Regions from separate parts of the Zea mays genome. Here regions 2 and 3 are each linked to region 1. Evidence: chromatin contacts called from public Hi-C data. All regions are on one chromosome and are shown on one strand. The core of a region is the stretch at or near the end of the contact, and the rest is flanking DNA. Distances in the headings are between cores, read along the strand shown.

Region 1 (3,635 bases), core at 298-2,797:
TAGAGCATAACTCAATATCCAGGATTGGCTAGTAAATCTTTATGGGGTTCTTTTATGTTTTCATCTTGTATGTCTCTTAATGCACAAGTAAAATAAAATACAATTATAGAATCTTTAGATCCAAGATGAGCCTCATGTTTTGAATAGTCGGTTGCCCGTGTATTGCCACAGTTTCTATATATCGTATGTGTAGACTTTGTCTTAATAAGACACAAAAATGTGTGTGTTCTACTCCCTCCGGTTTCCTATTAGTTGTCGTTTAGGACAACGACACGGTCTCCAAAATATAACTTTAACTAATGTTTTTTGTTAAAATACAAATGAACTCTTAATACATTTATACTTTTATAAAAATACTTTTTATGACAAATTGGTGCATATAAATATTAGGTTCCAAAACTAAATAACAAAATAGTTATTTGTAGTCAAAATTTTGTAAGTTTGACTCGAATCTTATCCAAAACGACAACTAATAGGAAACCGGAGGGAGTATTTGTTAGACGGATGTTAATGTGAAGCCAACCAACAAGGTTCAAACCCTCATTTGTGCACAATTTTACTTTATTTTTGTATTAAGTGGGAAGGATGACCCGGGACGACCATTGAAACTGGTGCTTTATATAGTAGAGATATAGTGAAATTTTAGTTATTCTAAGTCGAATCATTATAAGACCCTATTTAATTCCTTTAGCCACTCTTCTAAATTTGAAGGATTAAACTTTAGTCCATAGAATATTATGTTTGGTTCTAAAAATTAAAACTAACTAAAGAACATTAGCTAATGTATATGAAGACAAAATTGTCTCTAATTAATACATGGGGTTCAGTTCTAGCCTGCCTCTCGTTTTGGACTGATGAGGTACAGACTCTGTAAAAGTGCAAATTTGGTCAACTTTCATCACACGTTGCCGATTGAAGGACTAAAGTTTATGAGGCCTCCTTTAGTCATTCCTTCAGCCAAGTTTAAGAGACGGAAACCAAACAATGCCTGAGTTTTTGACTAAATTCGTTGAAGGGAACAAGAGTAGTTATGGTACCAATGAGATGATTCTAATGTTGATTCAACAAACTAAAGAAGGTTAGAAGGATTGACCGATTGAGTAGAGGGAGATAGAGGGATAGGGGTGAGAAACAAATGAGGTTAGCCTTAGTTAGGGAACAAGTTGAGGCCGTTTGAGTAGGCGCCATGAGCTACGACACCAACATTAAACATTAGTGCAACGTGAGGATTACAATATCGTTCACACTATTTGTGACGTGATATCTCAACACAATGACATATACTGCTACGCGGATTTAGTCTCAGCAAAGGGAAATTTTTAAAAATGACAAAAATAAAATAAATCAGTTTAATTGCCCATACAATAACTTAATTCAAATGTATCCTTGCTTGTCGAAATAAGCTATTTTTCAAAAAAAAAACACAGATGAAATCGTCTGAACCGAATCAATACATGGTCCAAATTTTAATCCTACTTCCCCGCTCAAAAGAAAGCCCAATTTGGTCAGTTTAAATTGTCAAAATTTTAATCCTAGGGCACCCATCTCTAAAAAGAGAAGAAAACTTCCCAAACCCCTTTGGTCGGCCTCTCAGTTCTCAGCACCGCGGCCATGAAGCGGAAGCAGAGAGCCTTGGCGGCCGCCGCCAACGCGGACCTCGACTCTGACGCCGACGAGCCCACTCAAACCACGCTCCCCCTCGAGTCCTTCTCCGGTGACGCCTGCGCCGCCCTCACAGCTCGCTACGGCCGCTCGTCCGCCCCGCAGCACCGTCACCTCCTCGCCTCAGCCGCCGCCATCCGGTCCATCCTCCTCGACGACGGCCTGCCCCTTACCCCAGCGTCCTACCTTCCCGCAGCCGTCTCCGCCCTTCGTGCCGCCGGGTCTGCAGACCCCGCCGCCGCCGCCGCCCTCGCCTCTCTGCTTGTCACCCTGCTGCCCCACATCCCATCCTCCCCGTCGCCCCTCCCGCCAGACGCCGCCTCCGAATCTGCCTCCGCACTCGCCGCCTTTCTGTCGTCCCCCGACGCCTCCCGGCTCCCGACAGGCACCGTGCGCTCGGTAGTCAAGTCCCTCGGCCACGTGACCCTCCATCTCGATGCAGCAGCCGATTGGGATGCTGTGGCGGCTTCTCTGGAAGCTCTCCTTGCGGCTTCTGTGGACCAGCGAGCCAAGGTGAGCGAGATAACTAGTATCCAGTAGTACTAGGAATTGCTGAATCAGCAATAGACCTTTTGCAACCTCGCTCATGTGGATGTCAATCGCTGCTTTCTAGGTTCGAAAATGCGCGCAGGAGAGTGTTGAGAAGCTGTTTGCTTACTTGGCACAGTGTGATTGCACGAAGAAAGCTAGCAATGCTGCAACTTGCATGTTCGAGAAGCACATTTCTTCAGTCCAAAGTATTGTCCATTTGAATTCAGATATTTCTGAGGGTAAAGAGACAGAAGCAGCTCATATGCTAGGTACAATGGTGAATTTAGTTCCATATCTATCAAAGAAGGCAAGGAAGAATGTGTTCTTGGATGCTTATCAGTTATTGAACCCTTGTTTTACCCCACTCACGAGGCACACTATAAGGCTTTTGGTAACCTTGTTGGATCATCTGAAGGCTGAAGGTGTTGAATCTGAGGTGGAGAGTCTTGTATCCTTGGTAGTTGCTTACCTGCCTTATGATGAGAAGAAGCCTGATGATACCATTGTCTCAGCATTTCACCTAATTAAAAGTTGCTTGGATAAACTTGTTGGCCGCTCAAAATTGTGGATGGAGGCCCTTCCAACTGCATTGGAGGCAGTTTCAGGTGTGTACGTGTACATGTCTTATGCACCAGCCTTGTCTAATTATATATATTGACACTTCTATTATGAGTTTATGGTATACACATATCCATCCAGAAAAAATAAATTTCCTATTGACATAATTGGCTGACCATATTTGGAAATACACCATGCTTCCCTCCAATGTTTCAATGTTTCAATAGGAAGGAATTATTCCTTTAGTATATCCTAACTGTTCAAAGCTGCCATCTAGTTTTTTCAGATTGTTTTTTTTTGGGAGCATATCTCATATGCTGTCACCATTTTAATTTGCAGTTGTCTACCTAGGATTTTTTTCGAATATGTCATCCTTCAGAATCTATAGTTTGTGGATCATGCTTATGCATCCCTCTAGTGGCAACTGTTTCTTTTCTCTTTTTGACTGTTCTTTATATATGCAATATAATGCTTATCAAATGTAGCCTAGGAGCCACACCAACCATGAATGGTCGAATCGTCGAGTAGTAAGTAGTAGGGGAAGTTAATCTTCTTCTTTTTTCGAAGCTGTCGGTTCATCCTAGTTTTTGGTGAGTACTTCAATATCTTTACCATCCTTTCCCTTCGCCAGTCTTAGTTCTTAGAAAATCAAGTAAACCACTGCCCAGGATTTCTTTCTGGGGCTCGCACCATCCTATAATGTTTCACACACCAGAAAAAACCAGAACGAAGCAAGCTTCATGCGTGGTACCAGATAGATGTCATCAAAGACAGATCACTGATTCGGAGACTACCTAATAGTATGATCTATATCATCCAGGTGGAGTATGCATGAAAGAGTCAGATGCTTCTTCTATTCTTTCCTCCTCGCCTTGTGCCAAATA
Region 2 (3,635 bases), core at 463-2,962, 240 kb before region 1:
GTGACTAGAGAATTTCCATGCATCAGAGAAAACATCTGTGCAAGTCCGGAGTTCACTCATGCGCCTGCTTCCCTGCTGGCGCCCGTGCATATTATATTCAGTGTCGATACTGTTTGTTTCTATCTGGGTCCGGTGGTCCTTCCTATTAGCTTGACCTGTCAGTGTGCAATCTACCCGTGGTTATGAGAGTTTGAAACTGGAAGGCAACGCAAACCAACATTGGGGGCAGCGGTACTGGTGCATTTTCCTATGTAAATGTTCGTCTCGGGACACGCGGTGTCGCACAGTGACTAGAGAATTTTGCTGACCGGAGGTGCAGACAAGAGGGCAACGACGTACGTACTAGTAGCAAACCAACATGGTAATTAACGGCCATATGCTGCCGTGCCGACCGGCGGATCTCCAGGCCCCTTTGCTTTTTGTCTGTTTCAATCGTTTTGTCTGGCTCACATGACACCGCGGCATTCCGATTAGGGTGGATAACAAGCCAGCTCGTCTCGTCTCGGCTGCTCGACTCGACTCGTTTAGCTCGCGAGCCAGAGCAGAAAAAATAATATGTACATAATAATTAATTTTTAGTTAATCTTAAACTAATTTAATAATAGAAAGTAGTAATTATACTCATAGTTTCACAAACCACGTCAATGTAACACCAAATTAGCACAATTAGTCACTCATCAATTCACAAATCACATACATGTTCATCAGTTTAACCTACAATTATATTTGCATGGACCAAATTAACACATAGACATAGGTCATTAATCATTAGTTTAACTCATAGGTCATAGACCTCACATTTATATAACGTGTTCATCAATTATTCTGTAAATGATATGCATATAGTTTCGTTTTGCTGAAATATGATAACTTGTTTAGCTCGCGAGCTGGCTCGTTAACGAACCGAGCTGCATCGTTAATGAACCGAGCTAGAATGTCAGCTCAGCTCGTGAAAAAATTCAAAAGGGTCGATCCGAGCCGAGCCGAGCTGACCATGAACCGAGCGAGCCAACGAGCCACGAGTATTTCATCCGGCCCTGATTCAACGAGCCACGATTGCAAAAGCTGTAACATGGTGGACCTCTCGGGCCGAATACGTGGGCTTCTCCGTCCTCCGGTGTTGAAGAATACCAACGGCCCACCATACAAAAAAAAACACAACAGTGCGGCCCACCAGGAAGATCCGGAAAAGCCGTGACACCATGGTGTTAAGCTTCAGTTGTGGTGAAAAGGTAAGCTTACTAACTTACCTGTGCCATGACCATGAGTCCATGACGATTCCTCGACCTCAAGGAAATCCCGGATAGGAGAAAGCTCATGTGTGTGTTGTGTGTGAGGCTCACAATTTAGCTAGATAGATGTCCCTTATCTCTGCAAGTGTAGGCCGACATGTATGGCTCCTCGAGCAGCTGTGCCCACTGGTAGCTTTTTTTTTTATTGTTATTATCATTGTACACTTTATATTACCATCAATCGTCCGATAAAGCGGATCTCGTCCCACTAAGACGAAAAAGTTGTGGACTGTGGGAGCAGGCGACGCGAGTCCGCAATGACAGGCCGCAGCAGCCCACCAACCAAGCCTTACCCAATCCGCGGCCCGGAGACGGAGTGTGGCCACGGGCCACACGGCTTCTGACCGAGAGGCCGAGGCGAGGGATAAGAGCGTGTCCCACCGGCCGGCCACCCGCAGCATCTTTAAAATTCGGCCCGGCGCGCGTCGGGTGACGAAAACGGAACCCTGGCTGGTGGAGCGCGGCGCGGGGCATGCGTGCAAGTGCAACCAATCGCCTCGTCGTGTGCGCTCGCCTTTGCTTCCCTCGTTAACGTGAGTAACCTCGTTGGCTGATCAAGGCTTTGACGGCGGCACCAACGTTCTTCCCTCGCCGCCTCGTTGCGTCCGCCCGCCCAGCGCCAACTCCTCGTCCTCGTACATAACCCCCCACCCCACCGCGTACAGCGTTCCCTCTCGCGCCCCGCGGTGAGCTACCCCCGCTCGCCTTAGCTAGCTACCCACCATGGCCCTCCCGCCGTCCTCCTCGCCGTCGTCGCTCTCCGCCGCGTCAGCGCAGCCCACGCCCCTGCACCTGCACCTCCCGACCAAGGCGCCCGGCCGCCTCCCGCTGCTCCCCTTCTCGCGCGCCGCCCTCCCGCCGCCGCTGCGCCTCCGCATTGCGCGCACCAGCCTCTCCCCGGGCACGCCCCTCCCGCGCGCGCTCCTGCCACCACCCTCCGCCTCCGCCGACGCCGCAGCCTCCGACGTCGGCGGCGGCGGCGCCGGCTTCGGCGGCCATGACGACGACGGCCACAACCACCACGGCGGCGAGGGTGGCGGCGACGACGGCGGCCATGGCGACGACGCCGGCCACGGCGATGACGCGCCCGGCGGCGGCGACGCCCGCGGGGAGGCGCTGTTCGTGCTGGCGCAGCTGGGCCGCAAGCTCGACAGCCTGCCGTCCGATCTCGCCGCCGCCGTCGACAGCGGCCGCATCGGGGCCGACATCGTGCGCCGCTTCACCGAACTCGAGGCCAACGGCTTCTTCCGATGGCTCCTCCAGTTCCAGGGCTTCAGGGAGAGGCTCCTCGCCGACGAGCTCTTCCTCACCAAGCTCGGCATAGAGTGCGGCATCGGTCTCGTCGCCAAGGTCACCTTGCCATTCTGTTTTTATTTTATTTTTTTATGAAGAAAAAAAAAACTCCCTCTGTTCGTAAACAGGTGACGACGACGATGTAGCTTACCAAAGAGTTTCTAATGCTGCTAATACTTATTATAAATCTAATCAAGTCTAAGAAAGTTTGACCAACACAACTTATTCACAGTTCTCATGATCAACTGCGTCGAGCTGTGTAGTTCTAATCTGGCTCCTTTTGCACTATTTCACCTTTTGTTCAGACCGTGGCTGAGTTCCAGAAGAGAGGGGACAATTTCTTCAAAGAGATTGAAGTTGTCATATCTGATGTGGTACGCCCGCCTAACTGTGCTTATCTCATATCATCCAGACCGCTTCAGGCTTCATATCTCAACCGGTAGCGCATTGGATTGTCAATCAGGACAAATCCGCACTTTCGTCTTTGCAGCAACAACGTAATGTTTGGAAATTTTGGAAATAAGGTCAATTTCATGTAATGCGATCCCAAATATGTCAGAGCCCTGGCTTTTCCATGGAACCAACCTGTTCATTTCTTATTCTTTTCACATACTGCTGATGAAACATGTCGATCTTTGCAATCTCAGACTAATGGAAGACCTTAAGATCTGTTTTATCAAAACAAAACATATTTTCTGTGCTTTCACTTCACTAGTTGTAAAATACTTCACTGTCTGAGATTAGTATCTTTCTAACTTTACATTTAAACTCTTCTGATATGGAATCTAATTCAGTTGTTGCTTCTGATACTACCTAGGTCATGGCGATTGTTGCGGACGTCATGCTTGTCTATCTTCCTGCTCCAACTATTGGTTTACAGCCGCCACTGGCAAGAAACGCTGGAGCTATTGCCAACTTTTTCTATAACTGCCCTGATAATACTTTCCAAGTAAAGCAACCGTTTCTCATTTCCTAGTAGAGTTGAATGGACCTCCTATTTCTTTTCCTTGTATTCAAAAGCATGTTATGCGACTTTTTTCTGCAGATTGC
Region 3 (3,635 bases), core at 573-3,072, 160 kb before region 1:
CGTGGACGCTTGTAACCCCCTACTGCAAGCGCACCCGACCTGGGCGCGGGACGAACACGAAGGTCGCGAGATTTCCACCTCTCTCACGCCCATCTCCGGCCACCTCACTTCCCCCTTCGCGCTCGGCCTCGCGTCGACCCAAATGGGCTGGGGCACGCGGCGACATTCACTCGTCAGCTTAGGGACCCCCCGGTCTTGGAACACCGACAATTAATGAGTCAGCTTGGTTGTTAACGAGTCAGCTCGTATCTTAAATGAGTTATATGTAACAATTGATGAACATGTTATATGTATGTGTGATGTCTATGGTCTATAAGTTAAACTAATGATTGATGAACTTTGTCTATGTGTTAAATTGGTCTGTGCGAATATAATTGTGGGTTAATCTGATGGATATGTGTGTGAATTGTGAATTGATGAGTTGTGTTAATTTGGTGTTATATTGTTGTGGTATGCGAAACTATGAGTATAATTACTATTTTCTATTGTTAAAATAGTTTGGAATTAACTAGAAATTGATTATTATGTATATATTGTTTTTTCTATTCTATCTCGCAAGCTAAACGAGACAACTTAACGAGCCGAGCCAGCTCGAACTCAAACGAGCTGAGCCGAGCTGGCTCGATATCGAGCCCTAGCTGCATGCGGCCATGCACGCGGTCATGTCCTTGTCTTCTAGAACGTACGAAAAACAGGGGCTGACCCTCATCGCCGCGGGCTCATCGCGGGCGCTTCTCCGGCATTGGCGTGCTTGCTAGCGCGGGCACGAAAACTTCTGTGGGCGGCGCAGCCTCCGAGGTGGAAGTGGTTCGCCGGGCGAGAGGCTCAGCACCTCAAGTCTCTCCACGACAGTGAGGTCATTCATAGGGTCCATGCCACGCTGGACTCCTTCCTTCCGGCACAGGCACGACTGCCCGTGCGCGGCATAGTCCCGACATGTGTGCCTCAAGAGCGGGTGCGCGGTCAAGGCCTCGGGTGCGGCGTGTGGCCGTGTGCAGCGACAGTTCTAAGCATGCCTTGGTTTCTCTTCAACGAGAAGAGAAGATTGGGAAAAAAATTGCATATGACATATCGTGCCATTGCGTAGAGGAATCGAAGATTGTCGCGTAGAACAGTTCGTCTAGGCCAAAGAAACTACCGTCTTGATAGAGAGTTGATGCAGATATGATCTCGCAGCAACGTCGAGATAGAGCGTACTGATAACGTGTTGAGAACTACGTTACCGTGGATCAACAGATCCGCTCCTTTTCTTCCCATCAGCAGATCAGGCGCGATAAGTTGTGGAAGATCTATATCCTTTCCGAGAAGAATGACATAGGAAACACGTGAGAGACAATATGTGGGGTTGGGCTTCTAGTCTCTTTCTATTCTCTATTTCATATGAGATGGTACAAGTTTTGTATAGAGAGATGTGATACCCTCCGAGTTATATTTGGTATGAGCCCACCAAACCTTAGGGTATGGTTTCTTAACAAAATCAAGCCTAATAATAAGACTTTTAATACAACTCATCTAATTATCATGTCTATATAATATTTCAAACGTCAACAGTCTCATCGTACTAACCTTTTTGTTGTTGTTGTTGTTGAGACGGTTCATCGCTCTAACTGCAACAAGAAAGTTCCTAGTACTATGTTGCAGACTGTGCTGGTCCATCGAATTCGAATGTCTGTCTGAACCATGACGAGAGCGAACTGAAAGTCTGAAACTGGCCTTGGGCCAGCTGCCTAGGAATGGATTCCCGACTCCATCCCGAGCTTCTTGACTCACATACGGGCCTTAGTTGAGCTGAGCACACGGCGAAGTCTGGAACGCCAACTGGGCCCCTATATCTTAAAGAAGGCCCAGGACCTATTATTTTGCACGGACCGTGCAACCTTATAAGTAGAGGTAGAACATAGTAATCTAGACGCCAGCTCCTCTTCTCCAACCATCTCCACCATCGCCGTTGTCTGGCAAACATGTCCCTACTCCTTCACACCCGAGCAGCAGGCTGCCGGCGCCGCAGCGTTCACGTCCGTCTGCCAGACCTGAGGCATCGTAGCGCCGAACCAGGCCAAATTCTGTGCGCACTGCCTCCGCGCGCGCAACGCCATCGCGGAGACCGTGATGGGCATGGCGGATCGCGCTACTCGACATCATCAGCATGCGCCTCGCCGTGATGGGCATGGCGGAGTACGACCAGTACAGGTTTGAGCCCCTGCTCAGCAGCCGCCGGCTCGTGGAGTACGTCGTGCTCAACATGGAGCTGGAGCTGGAGCATCGCGTGCTCGGTGTGCTCGGCCCGATGGACCCGATCGCATTATGGGCCCAGGTCGCCCGCGCGTCGGACTTTGGCAAGAACGACACCGTCTTCTCCGCGAAGGCGCGTCCGCGCGTATCGGCTGGCAGCTGGAGCCTGGGGACCATGTGGCATGTGCTAGGGTACGACCTCTGCAGCGTCAGCTCTTGCAACAACCACGACCTGGAGAGCTATGGGCAGCGCCATGAAGATGATGCGGGGGCAGGACGGCAGCGCCAGCGACCGAAGCTGCGCTGAGATTGAAGAACTTGCCATGGCTATCGGATGCATTGAGCTGAATCCGTCCGACGACAATGAGCTCGATGAGCTGCTCGAGGATCTCTCCATTTGATCGGTCGGCTGTGAGTTGCATATGCATGCTCGATCTGATTGCTTTATCGCATCTGGATGTGTCGTTTGAATGCTTTATCCTAGTTGACCATAAATTGCTTATGCACTTTAGTGTCTCGTTGTCAGATTAAATTTGAAGATCTTTAATTTGATATATAATTCAATCCATTATAGCCAGGGCGGACCCAGCCAAAAAACTAAGCCGGGGCATACTTCTAGCCCCATATGAAATTTAGCTGAACATGTACATGAGTGAGGGCCTCTAATTTTCTTGAGATAGGACACTAATGGTGAAAATTTGTCTACTAACTATAGTTAACAAATTTTGAGCCGGAGCCTGTGCCCTCGCTGAGACCAACATGGGTCCGCTCCTTATTATAGCTAGAGCAATATGCTTAATTGTTACTCCTTCCATCCCAAATTTAAATTCATTTTATCTTTTTATATATTCATACAATAGTTAATGTATGTGTTCTATATGTTTACCTAAATTTATTGTCGTCCACATGAATATATACATAAGCTAAATGATTGCTATTTTAAAATTGAGGAAGTACTATCTATCTTTTGGACTCATGTTTTGGGTCCCAGGCCAAAATAACGCACTCTTGGCCTGTTGGGTGTAGAGAAGCCCAAAGTAAGCACTTTTTTTCTAATGAGCTAAATTTTAGTCATTTTACGAGCTACAGATGTAAACAGAAAAAGCTAAAAGTCACTAATTAAAATGATAGTCATTTCTGTTTATTTGATGGTTTCTAAACTTTACTCACTTATTTTTAGCTCATGGGATATAAACATGTCCTTACATGGATTGATAACTTAGGTAGTGTTTGGATGAATGGATGAGGAAGGATGAAGAGAGGGATGAGGTGAGATCATTCTAACTTAACTCATGTTTGGTTTAGAGGTCCAGAGTCAGAGTCAAGGAATATTCTTTAAAAATAGTGGATGAGACCATCCCTCAAAAATTAAGGGATGGGGTCAACCCAGGGTTAATCCCGTT

Evidence for each region. A called contact is a pair of places that touch in the nucleus more often than the background predicts.
Region 2: a contact with region 1 is called in a Hi-C map of ear, with 4 times the contacts expected there. The contact joins the promoter of LOC100275802 here to the promoter of LOC100277245 in region 1. A contact is called at or near these places in 8 of 25 Hi-C or Micro-C datasets (bundle sheath, ear, endosperm and 4 more).
Region 3: a Hi-C map of ear shows a contact between it and region 1, with 2.9 times the contacts expected there. The contact joins the enhancer-like site here to the promoter of LOC100277245 in region 1. A contact is called at or near these places in 5 of 25 Hi-C or Micro-C datasets (ear, leaf and tassel).

What each region holds. Positions count from the first base shown.
Region 1 is chr3:149,229,249-149,232,883 of Zm-B73-REFERENCE-NAM-5.0, reverse strand. LOC100277245 reads left to right here and starts at 1,547. Exons shown (of 19, transcript NM_001361287.1): 1 at 1,547-2,175; 2 at 2,276-2,798. The coding sequence starts at 1,612.
Region 2 is chr3:149,474,232-149,477,866 of Zm-B73-REFERENCE-NAM-5.0, reverse strand. It overlaps LOC100275802, which reads left to right and starts at 1,712. Exons shown (of 8, transcript NM_001371517.1): 1 at 1,712-2,642; 2 at 2,891-2,959; 3 at 3,403-3,534; 4 at 3,631-3,635. The coding sequence starts at 2,016.
Region 3 is chr3:149,393,843-149,397,477 of Zm-B73-REFERENCE-NAM-5.0, reverse strand. No RefSeq gene overlaps it. Among protein-coding and RNA genes, the nearest start is that of LOC541626, 36 kb to the right of the region's middle. Within about 2 kb of position 1,822, at least 15 of the 20 cell types and tissues checked have an H3K27ac peak or open chromatin away from gene starts, as enhancers often do. A contact at or near this core is called in ear, leaf and tassel, where this site is marked.